Linked DNA regions of Mus musculus: all the other regions are linked to region 2. Evidence: chromatin contacts called from public HiChIP or PLAC-seq and promoter capture Hi-C data. All regions are on one chromosome and are shown on one strand. The core of a region is the stretch at or near the end of the contact, and the rest is flanking DNA. Distances in the headings are between cores, read along the strand shown. Region 1 overlaps Chd9 (chromodomain helicase DNA binding protein 9). Region 2 holds the start of Rbl2 (RB transcriptional corepressor like 2). Region 3 overlaps Chd9 (chromodomain helicase DNA binding protein 9).

Region 1 (3,302 bases), core at 171-2,670, 210 kb before region 2:
AGAAGAAAGGAAGGAAGGAAGAAAGAAAGAAAGAAAATAGATAGAGCTGGGCAGTGGTGGTACATGCCTTTAGTCCCAGCACTTGGGAGGCAGAGGCAGGCGGATCTCTGTGAATTCAAGGCCAGCCTGATCTACATAGTGAGTTCCAGGATAGCCAGGGCTACACAGAGAAACCCTGTATCAAAAAAAAAAAAGATAATGTAGATATAGATAGATAGATAGATAGATAGATAGATAGATAGATAGATAGATAGATAGATAAATAGATAGACAGATATAGACAGATATAGACAGACAGACAGATAGATGGTAGATAGATATATAGATGATAGATTGATGGATACATACATACATATATACATACATAAGATTCCCTTCTTACATATGTCTATGTCCAGTTGTCATAACCCAACCAGCACACTGCCTTTGCTGAGAGTACTGCAGCACTCTGTCTTTTATATCCCTTCCTTCCCTCTCCCTCCAGAACATTTACATGGCCTGCTGGATCCCTAAGGGCATCTGAGGCCTCTTGACCTCTGTCTGGGAGGAATACCTTCTGTCCCTAAGGCCCCTGGTGCTTGTATATCCTGTCTTCCATCCCCCCTCGCAGCTGATGTGTCTGGCCTTGTAGTAGAGACCTGTCTCTCTCTTCTTTGAGAGGAAAGTTGCCATTAGAAGAAGCAGCAGAAGGCCACAGGGTAAGAAGCAGGCAAGGACTTGCCCCTAGCTGCCCAAATGGCACACACCCACTTCAGCAGTAACCTTCTGGGAACTGTGCCCACGCCGTGCCCCCTCCCGCCCCGCTTTCATTAGTGATTTTCAAAGGGGAAGTTTCAGCCAGCCAGAAGGGAGCAGATGGCGGGGCCTCAGGCCTCCTGCAGCGTGAATGATTTGGGGGAGTCGAGGCTTTCCCCATGGTGAGTTCCTCAGGTTCCCCCAACCCCCACGCACCTCCATCTCTCAGGCTTGTTGAGTTGAAGCTCCTGTCAGTCACCCTGGTGATTGACAGCTCTTCTCCCTGCCCTCCTTTCACAAACAGGGAAGCTGGAACAGAGGTAAAAGGGGGCTTTTTTTTTTTTCAAGCACTTTGGGAAAGAATGAGCAATGGAAAAAGGAAATTGGGAGCTTGGGGGAGTTTACAGCAGCCCAGCGCTGCAGTTTGAAATAGGAGCTGGGAATCCATATGTTTGGGAAAGGAAAGAACGGGGCAGCCACAGGCGCAGAGCTTCAAGGGTATGTGCGGAAATGGCTCTGGGAAAGGGGGCAGGGAAGCCCACGTGGGTCTCCCTTTATCAGACCCAGATGTTCGTTCAGGCAGCAGCTCTCAAGATGCCTGTGAAAGGGTCTAGGGCCTGCTGGGCTGGACTGTGTTTTCTTAACTACCAAGCAGCACGTGAAGTCAGTGGCTGGGCGCTTTCCACTGTGCACTCAATGACTCCCTGGGGTCCCGCTGGGGTCTGTGCCATACCAATTAAGCAGAGGCCTGGCTGCCTAGGAGCTGGGCTTAGAAGTGGATAGTGCGGGGCTCCCAGGGTAATGACATGGCCCCTAGCAACCACAGGCTGCTCAAACCAACCGCCTCAGCTGCCTCTTGCCTCCAACTTATCTTGTAATTGGAATTGGGATCCCAAGGTTCAACTCGATTCTGTGTTGTGTCAATGACTTAGCCACTCTGAGCTTCAGTTTTGCTGTCTTTAAAGTGTGTGTGTGTGTGTGTGAGAGAGGGGGGGGGGCTGTGTCTGTGTGTATCTGTATCACTGGTGAGGTGTTTATAAAATATGTGTGAGAAAGGCTTTTTATAATAAATAAACATTGTATTAAAAGTATTCATCATAGGAGGTCATGATGACCTGAGCCTGTAGTTGCAATTTTTGGGGGAGACCAAAGCCAGAGGTCACTGAGCTCAGGAATCTGCAGCCAGTCTGGGCTCCCATCTCCAAACTTAGGTGGTTCAGTGGTTATCAACACTGGTTGCTCCTCTGACCCAGGTTTGATTCCCAGCACCCACATGGTGGCTCACAAGTATCTATAATTCCATTTCCAGGGGAATTGATACCCAGTCTGGCCTCCATATGGTGCACAGAGTTACATGCAAACAAAGCACCCAAACACATACATAAACTTTTTTTTTTAATTAAATTATTTGGAGATGGGCATGGTGGTGCATACTTTTAATCCAAGCACTCAGGAGGCAGAGACAGGTGGATTTCTATGAGTGGGAGTGGGAGGCCAGCCTGGTCTACAAGCCCAGTTCCAGGATAGCCAAGGCTATTACACAGAGAAACCTTGTCTCCAAAGAAAATTTAAATTATTTGGTACATCTTAAATTTTACACAGGATATAGGGCCAGTGAAATGGTTCAGCTGGTAAAAAGCCCTTGCCACCAATCCCCAGAACCCACATCATGGAAGGAGAGAGCCAACTCCCCAAAAATTGTCCTCTGATCTTCACACAGACACACACAGACACACACACACACAACCAGATAAACAAACAAACAAACAAAAGGAATTTAATTATCAGATTATCAACTATGCTCAAGTATGGCTGAACCTATAATGTAGCTTCAACTATTATTAACCTGTCCATTTCATTAGTGTCTCTGCCCACTTCCTTTATCTCTGGGCTATTTTGAAGCAACTCCCTAATATTCTATTGTCTTATCCCATTTTCAAAGTCATATGGCTTTGTGCTTGTCTTCCAAGGAAAGGGTATATGGCACTGAGAACACCAGAGCTCTATCCTTACCTGTGGCTTCAGGGGAGCCAGGGCTCTGTTTTCCATCGGGTTGAGCTAAGTAGGAGACTCCAGCCTCTTTCTAAGGTTCCTAATGAAGGGAAACCAGATTCAAATCCTATCTCTACTGCATAGTGCACGTGTCTCAGTTCCTCTAATTCCCAGTTGTTGAATGGATTATACAGTAGCCAGCCGTGGTGGTGCATATCAGTAATTCCAGGACTTAGAAGGCAGAAAAAAGAAAATCGTAAGTTTAAGGCTAGCCTCAGCTAGATCATAACTTTGGGCCAGCCTGGGCTACATGAGACCTTGAGTCAAAAATAAAAGAGAAGCATCTAATGAGGGCTGAGTTGTGATCTGATCTAGAGGTATAACAGTATGTCTTTGGGAGTTGTTTTATTGCTGTTTCTTTAATAGACTAATAATAGTTAACTTTTCCCCTTGAACCTATGATGTATCTAGTAGATTTTGGCCACTTCAGTATTGTCAGGTAGGGGTTCCATAACATGAAGTGGACCTTGAATTCAATCGAGTGGTTGGTTCCTACCACAGCATTTATACACTAC
Region 2 (3,328 bases), core at 642-3,141:
CGAGTCTAGAAGAGGGTGTAAATGCCCTTGGAACTGGAGTTCCAGGTGGTTGTGAGTGTGACATGGTTGTCTGAACTCGAACTCAGGCCCTCTGGAAGAGCAGTCAGTGGTCTTGACGACTAAGCTATCTCTCCAGCCTACAAAATTGTCAAAATAGCTAATGGATGATGACTTCAATCCAATGTCCTCATGGCCTAGAACTAAGTATCTTTTTGGTCAGTATTGTTTGCGCACGTGTGCATTTGTTTGAATACATTGGTGTGTGTCTTCAAGCCTGTGCACACTGTGTGTAGAAGCCATAGAACAGCCTCAAGTGTTATTTCCCAGGCCCCTCTCTTTTTCAGATCCTGCCTCTCACTGGCCAGCAAGTGAGACTCTCCTCAGGACTCCACCAGCTTATGTTCTCCCCCCCCCCCGCCCCCCTCCACCCCCCCCCACCCCTCCACCTCCCCACACACCTCCACGCCCCCCCCACCCCACCCCCCGCTGCTGAGATTACAAGCCAACCCTCCATTCCTGGCTTTTAACACCTGCTCCCGCAACACATGTGAGTTATACAGGTTGATCTCAGGTGAGGGATTTTTTTTTTGCCACTGAGAATCTCCCCAGCCCTTTTCAATCAATGTGTTTATCTCCACTAGATTCTCTTCACCACTTAAGCCCATGCAATGTGCCTTAAAAGTTTCTTTTCCGTGAGCAAATTCTTTGAAATTCCCTTCATATCTAAGCTTAGTTAGAGATTCGGTAGCTTTAACACCTCAAATCATAAATATAGGAAAGTTTCAAGCCCGGGGACAAAAGGCTGAGGTGCCTATTTAACATATCAAAGAGGACCTGGCTGCTCTGTTCTCCTGGTAGCCCTCAACCTCTACCTGTTACCATAGCCAGCCCCCTACCCAAAACTCTCCAGCTCAAGGGGTGGGCTGTGCTTTCCTATATAATCCAGACATTTTAGTTTCTAGCTCGGTGTACCTTTGGGCCTTCTAGCTGCTGCACCTGGTTCCCCTCTCTCCCCTCTCTCCCTTCACCTCCCGCGCCCCCTCCCCGCACTCTCCTCCCTCAGGTGGCTCAGGGTCATGTCCACTCTGGACTCACTCAGATGTCCCTGCTCTACGCTCTTCCTTTTATCTGTAAGAAACTTTAGCCGTATCTAGGAGCAGTTATGTGATAGCTAATATACATTTTAAGTTATTCTTGAAAACACATTCATGATTATTTGTGTGATTGAGGGTTGAGGGTTGAGGGTTTTTTATTTTGTTTTTGTTTGGTGAAGTGAGATCAATTCTTAGCTCAATATACCTTTGCCATTGATAGCGTTGACATAGGAGTGTCACTTGAGGAATCCTCTCTGTTGGATTGACCTGTGGGTCTTGCCTAGGGAGGTGGCGGCCGCGGGGGTGGCGTTGTATTAAGAAAGTAGCTGATAAAGCAACGGGGAGCTAAGTCAGTAAGCAGCGTCCTGCTTTAACCTCCGTCAATGATGAACTGTAAAGACTAAAATGAAATAAGCCCTTTCCTCTCCGAGTTGGTTACAGTCCGTGTTTATCTCAGCAACAGAGACTAGAAAGGGCAGGCAAACTATTATCTTTACTTTGGACCTTTTAGCTTTACTATCTGAGGACCTCTAGGTGAGGATGTGTGTAAAGGGCTTATATACTAAATCCTGTCGATATTTCTTGGTCTTTTTCTCTTCAAACGAGCCTTCTGAATGGTCTCACTATTGAGAGATGCTTTTTAAAACGGTAGAGGACGTGTCCATTCACCCCTAAATGATGCACAGCTCGTTTTTTGCTTTCTTCTTCCATGACTTTTGGTCTCCCTGAGATCCCGGCCGAGACTACATTTCCCAGCAGGCCGTGCTCAGACCTACGGGTGCCCGCATGGGACTGAGGAACTTTGGGGGCGGCACAGTAGCAGGACAGGCTGCTGACGGGCCGGCGCTTCGCGGTTTGAATGGCTGCGGGCCCGGGCCCTGAGCGCATCTGAAGAGCCGCGGCCTCGGGGTGCGCCATGGCATCTGGAGGCAACCAGTCGCCACCGCCTCCTCCAGCTGCTGCAGCCAGCTCGGAGGAAGAGGAGGAGGATGGCGACGCCGCGGATCGCGCGCAGCCCGCGGGGTCCCCGAGCCATCAGATCCAGCAGCGGTTCGAGGAGCTGTGCAGCCGCCTCAACATGGACGAGGCGGCGCGCGCCGAGGCCTGGAGCAGCTACCGCAGCATGAGCGAGAGCTACACGCTGGAGGTGCGTGCTCAGATCCTCCGTGGAGATCGGGGACTCGGGGTGGCCCTAGGATCACTTGGTCGTTTGCCCCGCACCATTGCCTCCCCCTGGCTTTGCGGCCGTCAGAGGAAACTCATTAAGTTTCAGGCTTGCTTACGTGTGAGAATGGCTTAGGATTTATTGTCCCCCACCCCCCGGGCAGATGAAAAGCGGGTGTAGACACACAACATTTGTTGCTGAACTTGGGCACTCTTTTTGGCTGTCATCCAGGTGTAGGCTTGTTATGTTCCGTTCTTGGGACGGGGCTTTGCAGTTGACGAAAATGGCTATTCGGGCTAGTGCCTGTCAACTCTGCAGGCACCTCCCCTGTATGGGCCAATGGGAAGTGACACGGAAGTCCGGATTGTTTTTCAGCTGCCTGTGCGTATGACCCTTTGATTTTATATATGGAAGCTTATCGAAGTAGCAGAGCAAAGAGGCCCCCGACCCGAAGGCTAAGCAAGGTGTTATTTAACTATGATATGGATGTACTTGTGCCATTCTTCTGAGTCGGTTTATTTCTATTTTTTTAAAAATCGACACACATCGAATTCCCCTCTCTCCATTTGTTACACTCACAAAAAAAAGAAACATGGCAGCTTTAGACCTGTGTCTGAGTGACTCTGGACAAGTTTTTAACCACAGTGAAACTCAGTTATGTTGTGTGAGCAGTTTTGTTACTTGTGCCCACTTCAAAGTGCTTACCTAAAGCTTAACTAAAGCAATGTGTGTATGTGTGCAGAAAATTTCCTAGACTGAAGCAGTCTGGCTGAAGAGACCGTAGCCGCCTTCCTTACCCAGTGTTTCCGATAGCCAGGCAAAGAGGAGAACTTCTGGTTTGAAGGACACAAATACTCCCAAACGAATTCTTACTTCACCTTAGAGATGACGCTGTAAATTAGCAAGAATGAGTATTATAACATAGCAGAGACTTCAAATCACAGACTAAGTCATATGAAGCCTGGTGTCACATATGCAAGTGGCATTTAACAGATGCTTAGTAAATTAGTGTGTGTGTGTGTGTGTGTGTGTGTGTGTGTGTGTGTGTGTGTGTGTGTTGGTCAGAGGA
Region 3 (3,456 bases), core at 765-3,264, 150 kb before region 2:
TAGTCTTTCTGAACTTTTGGTGGAATCTATTTTTGTTGCCATTGTTGTTATGAGGCAGGGTCTTACAGTGGCTTGAATGTAATTTCTATTTAATTTTTTTGAACCCATCCCTCTATTTAATTTTTTGTTTGTTTGTTTTGGTTTTATGGAGCCAGGGTTTCTCTTTGTAGCCCTGGCTGTCCTGGAACTCTATCAGGCTGGTCTCAAACTCAGAAATCTGCCTGCTTTTGCCTCTCGAGTTCCAGGATTAAAGGAACATACTACCACAAACTGATGAGTCCAATTTAAAATTTTTTTTTAATTTTACTTTTTTTTTTCATTTTTTATTAGGTATTTAGTAATTTTACTTTTTTTAAATGTGGATTTATACTTGAATCTGTATGTGTGCCTGAGAAGATCAGAAGAGGGCATCAGATCCTGTAGACCAGTTAGGAGCCACCTTCACATGGTGTTACTGAAACTTGAGTCCTCTGGAAAAGTAGGATGAACTCTTGATCTCCGAGCCATCGTTCTCTGACCAGGAGTGAATCTTACATTTGACATTAATTAATGTGTTTGTTTGTTGCTCTTGACCTCGTGACGTATGTTTTCTGAGACACTTTCACTAGTTAACTCAGACTGGCTGGCAACTTGCTACCTTCTCACTGCCCCCCCACCAAGTGCTACTTATAATGATAATGATGTGTGTGTGAGAGAGAGAGAAAGAGAGAGAGAGAGAGAGAGGGAGAAAGAGAGAGAGAGAAAGAGAGAGAGAGTATTGGTGCATTGGTGCCACGTCACACGCATGAGGAGGTCAGAGGTCAGCTTCTAGAACCCATTCTCCCCATCCATTATGTGGTTTCTGGTACTGAATTCAAGTCAAGTGGCATGGTATCAAGTGCCCTTTATTTGTTGAGCCATCTCTCAGGGCCACTTTTGAATTAAAGAGTTGAAATTATAAGTAAAGTAGATTATTATCAATATTTCAGGGATACATAGAACAGTTATATAGTTCTAGAACATAACGAATTGTGTTTTGTAGAGGGAAAAAACGATCACACTGTCCAAGTCCTGACACTCATCCTTTACCATGGTGCTAAGTTCATGACTCCATCTTTTTCTTTAAAAAAAATTTTAATGTGTAGAAGGCTTTTGCCTGCGTATACGCATTTGCATAGGACATCGGATCCCGTCCTGGACTTACAGATGCTTGTGAACCACCATGTGGTGCTGGGAACAGAATTGGAGTTAAGAGCATGTGTTGTTCTTTCAGAGGACTCAAGTGTGGCTTCCAGCACTCACACAAGGCAGCTTACTGCCCCTGGGATCCAATGTCCTGTTCTGGCTCCTTGTGTACTCTGCATGTAAGGATACACAGACCTCCATACATGCACACTTAAGACTATTTTTAAGCCAGGCACTGGTGGCGCACGCCTTTAATCCCAGCACTTGGGAGGCAGAGGCAGGCGGATTTCTGAGTTCAAGGCCAGTCTGGTCTACCGAGTGAGTTCCAGAACAGCCGGGGCTACACAGAGAAAACCTGTCTTGAAAAAAAAAAATTTTTTTTAAAGTTCTTGTCTTTCATCTAGTTTGGAGAGTTTTTAGTCACTTTGTGTCCCCTTTCCATGGTTGCTATTAGCTCCCTCAGCATATTTAACAGATATTATTAATTATTTGTCTGCTATATTCAGTAACTTTCTTAGGGTCAAAATCTATGTCCCCGTCCCCCATACCCCCCCCCATGTGTGTGTGTGTGTGTGTGTGGTGTAACAGCAGACATATTCAGCATTTGATATTGCAAATCTGTAAATAAGATTATTTTACGTCTTGCTCCAAAATGTTCTGGAGACTGGGGTCATTCATTTCTGAGTCCTCTTTCTAAGCACCTATGAAGTGTCTGCATTTCTTCTGAGTGGTCACCGAAGTCTCCTCTTTAGCTTGGGTTCAGACTCCCATTTTCCATTGTTTCTCTTTTAGTGCTGTGGCTGAGTCCAGGTTCTCTTCCTTCATCTTAGACACCTTCCCACTGCTCTTTGCACGTGTTAACAGGGATCTCCTTTAATGATAAGGATTTGCTTTCTGTTTCTTAGTTGTAAACCCTTGGCTGGCTGTTTTCCAGGTTCCTGCTTGTTCTTTGTTGTTGTTTTTGGGGTTTCTTTTGTTGTTGTTGCTTTGTTTTGTTTTGTTTTGTTTTTTTGAGAAGGGTTTCTCTGTATAGTCCTGGCTGTCCTGGAACCTGCTTTTTCTTTGAAACATTGGAAAGAAGGGTATTGGAGGCTTCCTCCTGGGGCACTCTCTCTCTCCTTACCTGCCTTTTTAGTGAACCAACTAGCTTTGTGGCCAAAGCAAGTGGGAGTGACCAAGAGAGGAGAGCAGGCTGAGAGGGCAGAGAGCTGTTCAGGTGGGAGTGGGGGGACTATAGTGCAGTCAGAATGGGGAGTGCCACTTTCATTATGGGTGTAATACAGAGTCACTGAAGAACTTTAAGCGAAGTGACCCTGAATAACTTCCATGAGATCACACCTGCTGCTTACTGTGTTGAAACACAGCCAAGTAAATAACAAGGTTAGTGTCATAGCTATACATGGGAGAAGAAACCAAGTATTTGTTAGGTTATATGGGTTTGAGGTGGAGATATAATATATAACAGATATAAACTAGATACAAATATATATTTATAAATCTAAATAGATATAAATAAGACATATAATAGATATAAATTTGGAAATTACCAACATATGTGGCATTTAACTTCATGAGACTAGTTAAAAGTATCTTTAGAGTCAATAGAGACAGAAATGAAAAAAGATTAGAGTACCCCTAAGTACCCTCAACATTTAGAGGTGAGAGTATTCTCAAGTATTACCAACATCTAGGTCAATAGTTCTCAACTGGTGAATCAAGATCTCTTGGTAGGCGGTCTAACAGTCCTTTCATAGGGGTCTCCTAAGACCATCCTGCATATCAGATATTTACATTATGATTCACAACAGTAGCAAAATTACAGTTATGAAGTAGCGACAAAAATAATTTTATGATTCAGGTGTCACCACAACACAAGAAACTGTATTAAAGGGTTGCAACATTAGGAAGGTGCTCTAGAGGAAAGAATCATTTATAGAGTCTGAAACTGAACATTAAGGAAAAGGGAGAAAGTGAGTGAGTTTCTTGTTTGTCATTAAGCATTTAGGAGACTCCTCCCAAGTAGCTGTAACAAATCCTGGTGATAGATAATTGAGTAAAGAGTGAACAGTGAAGAGAGCATCAGTATGCCTTTGTTTGGGTCAATTTAAGAAGACAGTGGGGATTATGAACTAACCAGTACCCCGGAACTCTTGACTCTAGCTGCATATGTATCAAAAGATGGCCTAGTCGGCCATCACTGGAAAGAGAGGCCCATTGGACTTGCAAACTTTATATGCCCCAGTACAGGAGAACGCCAGGGCCAAAAAGTGGGAGTGGGTGGGTAGGGGAGTG

Evidence for each region. Promoter capture Hi-C pulls out the DNA fragments that hold promoters and counts their contacts. HiChIP or PLAC-seq counts read pairs in DNA pulled down with a chosen protein or histone mark.
Region 1: a contact with region 2 is called in an H3K27ac HiChIP or PLAC-seq map of embryonic stem cells, with 5 read pairs. The contact joins the enhancer-like site here to the promoter of Rbl2 in region 2. A contact is called at or near these places in 3 of 39 promoter capture datasets (the C10 cell line and pre-B cells), 5 of 115 datasets of contacts at active chromatin or transcription factors (bone marrow-derived macrophages, embryonic basal ganglia, embryonic limb bud and 1 more) and 2 of 9 other capture datasets (adipose tissue and liver).
Region 3: a contact with region 2 is called in a promoter capture Hi-C map of the C10 cell line. The contact joins the enhancer-like site here to the promoter of Rbl2 in region 2. A contact is called at or near these places in 4 of 39 promoter capture datasets (the C10 cell line, the HPC-7 cell line, cranial neural crest and 1 more), 5 of 115 datasets of contacts at active chromatin or transcription factors (bone marrow-derived macrophages, double positive thymocytes, embryonic stem cells and 1 more) and 3 of 9 other capture datasets (adipose tissue, liver and pancreatic islet).

The regions. Positions count from the first base shown.
Region 1 is chr8:90,860,876-90,864,177 of GRCm38.p6, forward strand. The region is part of intron 2 of Chd9 (chromodomain helicase DNA binding protein 9); the gene reads left to right. Among named protein-coding and RNA genes, the nearest start is that of Chd9, 34 kb to the left of the region's middle. RefSeq lists an enhancer at 96-2,615. Within about 2 kb of position 1,421, at least 152 of the 459 cell types and tissues checked have an H3K27ac peak or open chromatin away from gene starts, as enhancers often do. A contact at or near this core is called in adipose tissue, bone marrow-derived macrophages, embryonic basal ganglia and 2 more, where this site is marked.
Region 2 is chr8:91,068,166-91,071,493 of GRCm38.p6, forward strand. Rbl2 (RB transcriptional corepressor like 2) reads left to right here and starts at 1,892. Exons shown (of 22, transcript NM_011250.4): 1 at 1,892-2,241. The coding sequence starts at 2,011.
Region 3 is chr8:90,921,332-90,924,787 of GRCm38.p6, forward strand. The region is part of intron 2 of Chd9 (chromodomain helicase DNA binding protein 9); the gene reads left to right. Among named protein-coding and RNA genes, the nearest start is that of Chd9, 94 kb to the left of the region's middle. Within about 2 kb of position 2,015, at least 12 of the 459 cell types and tissues checked have an H3K27ac peak or open chromatin away from gene starts, as enhancers often do.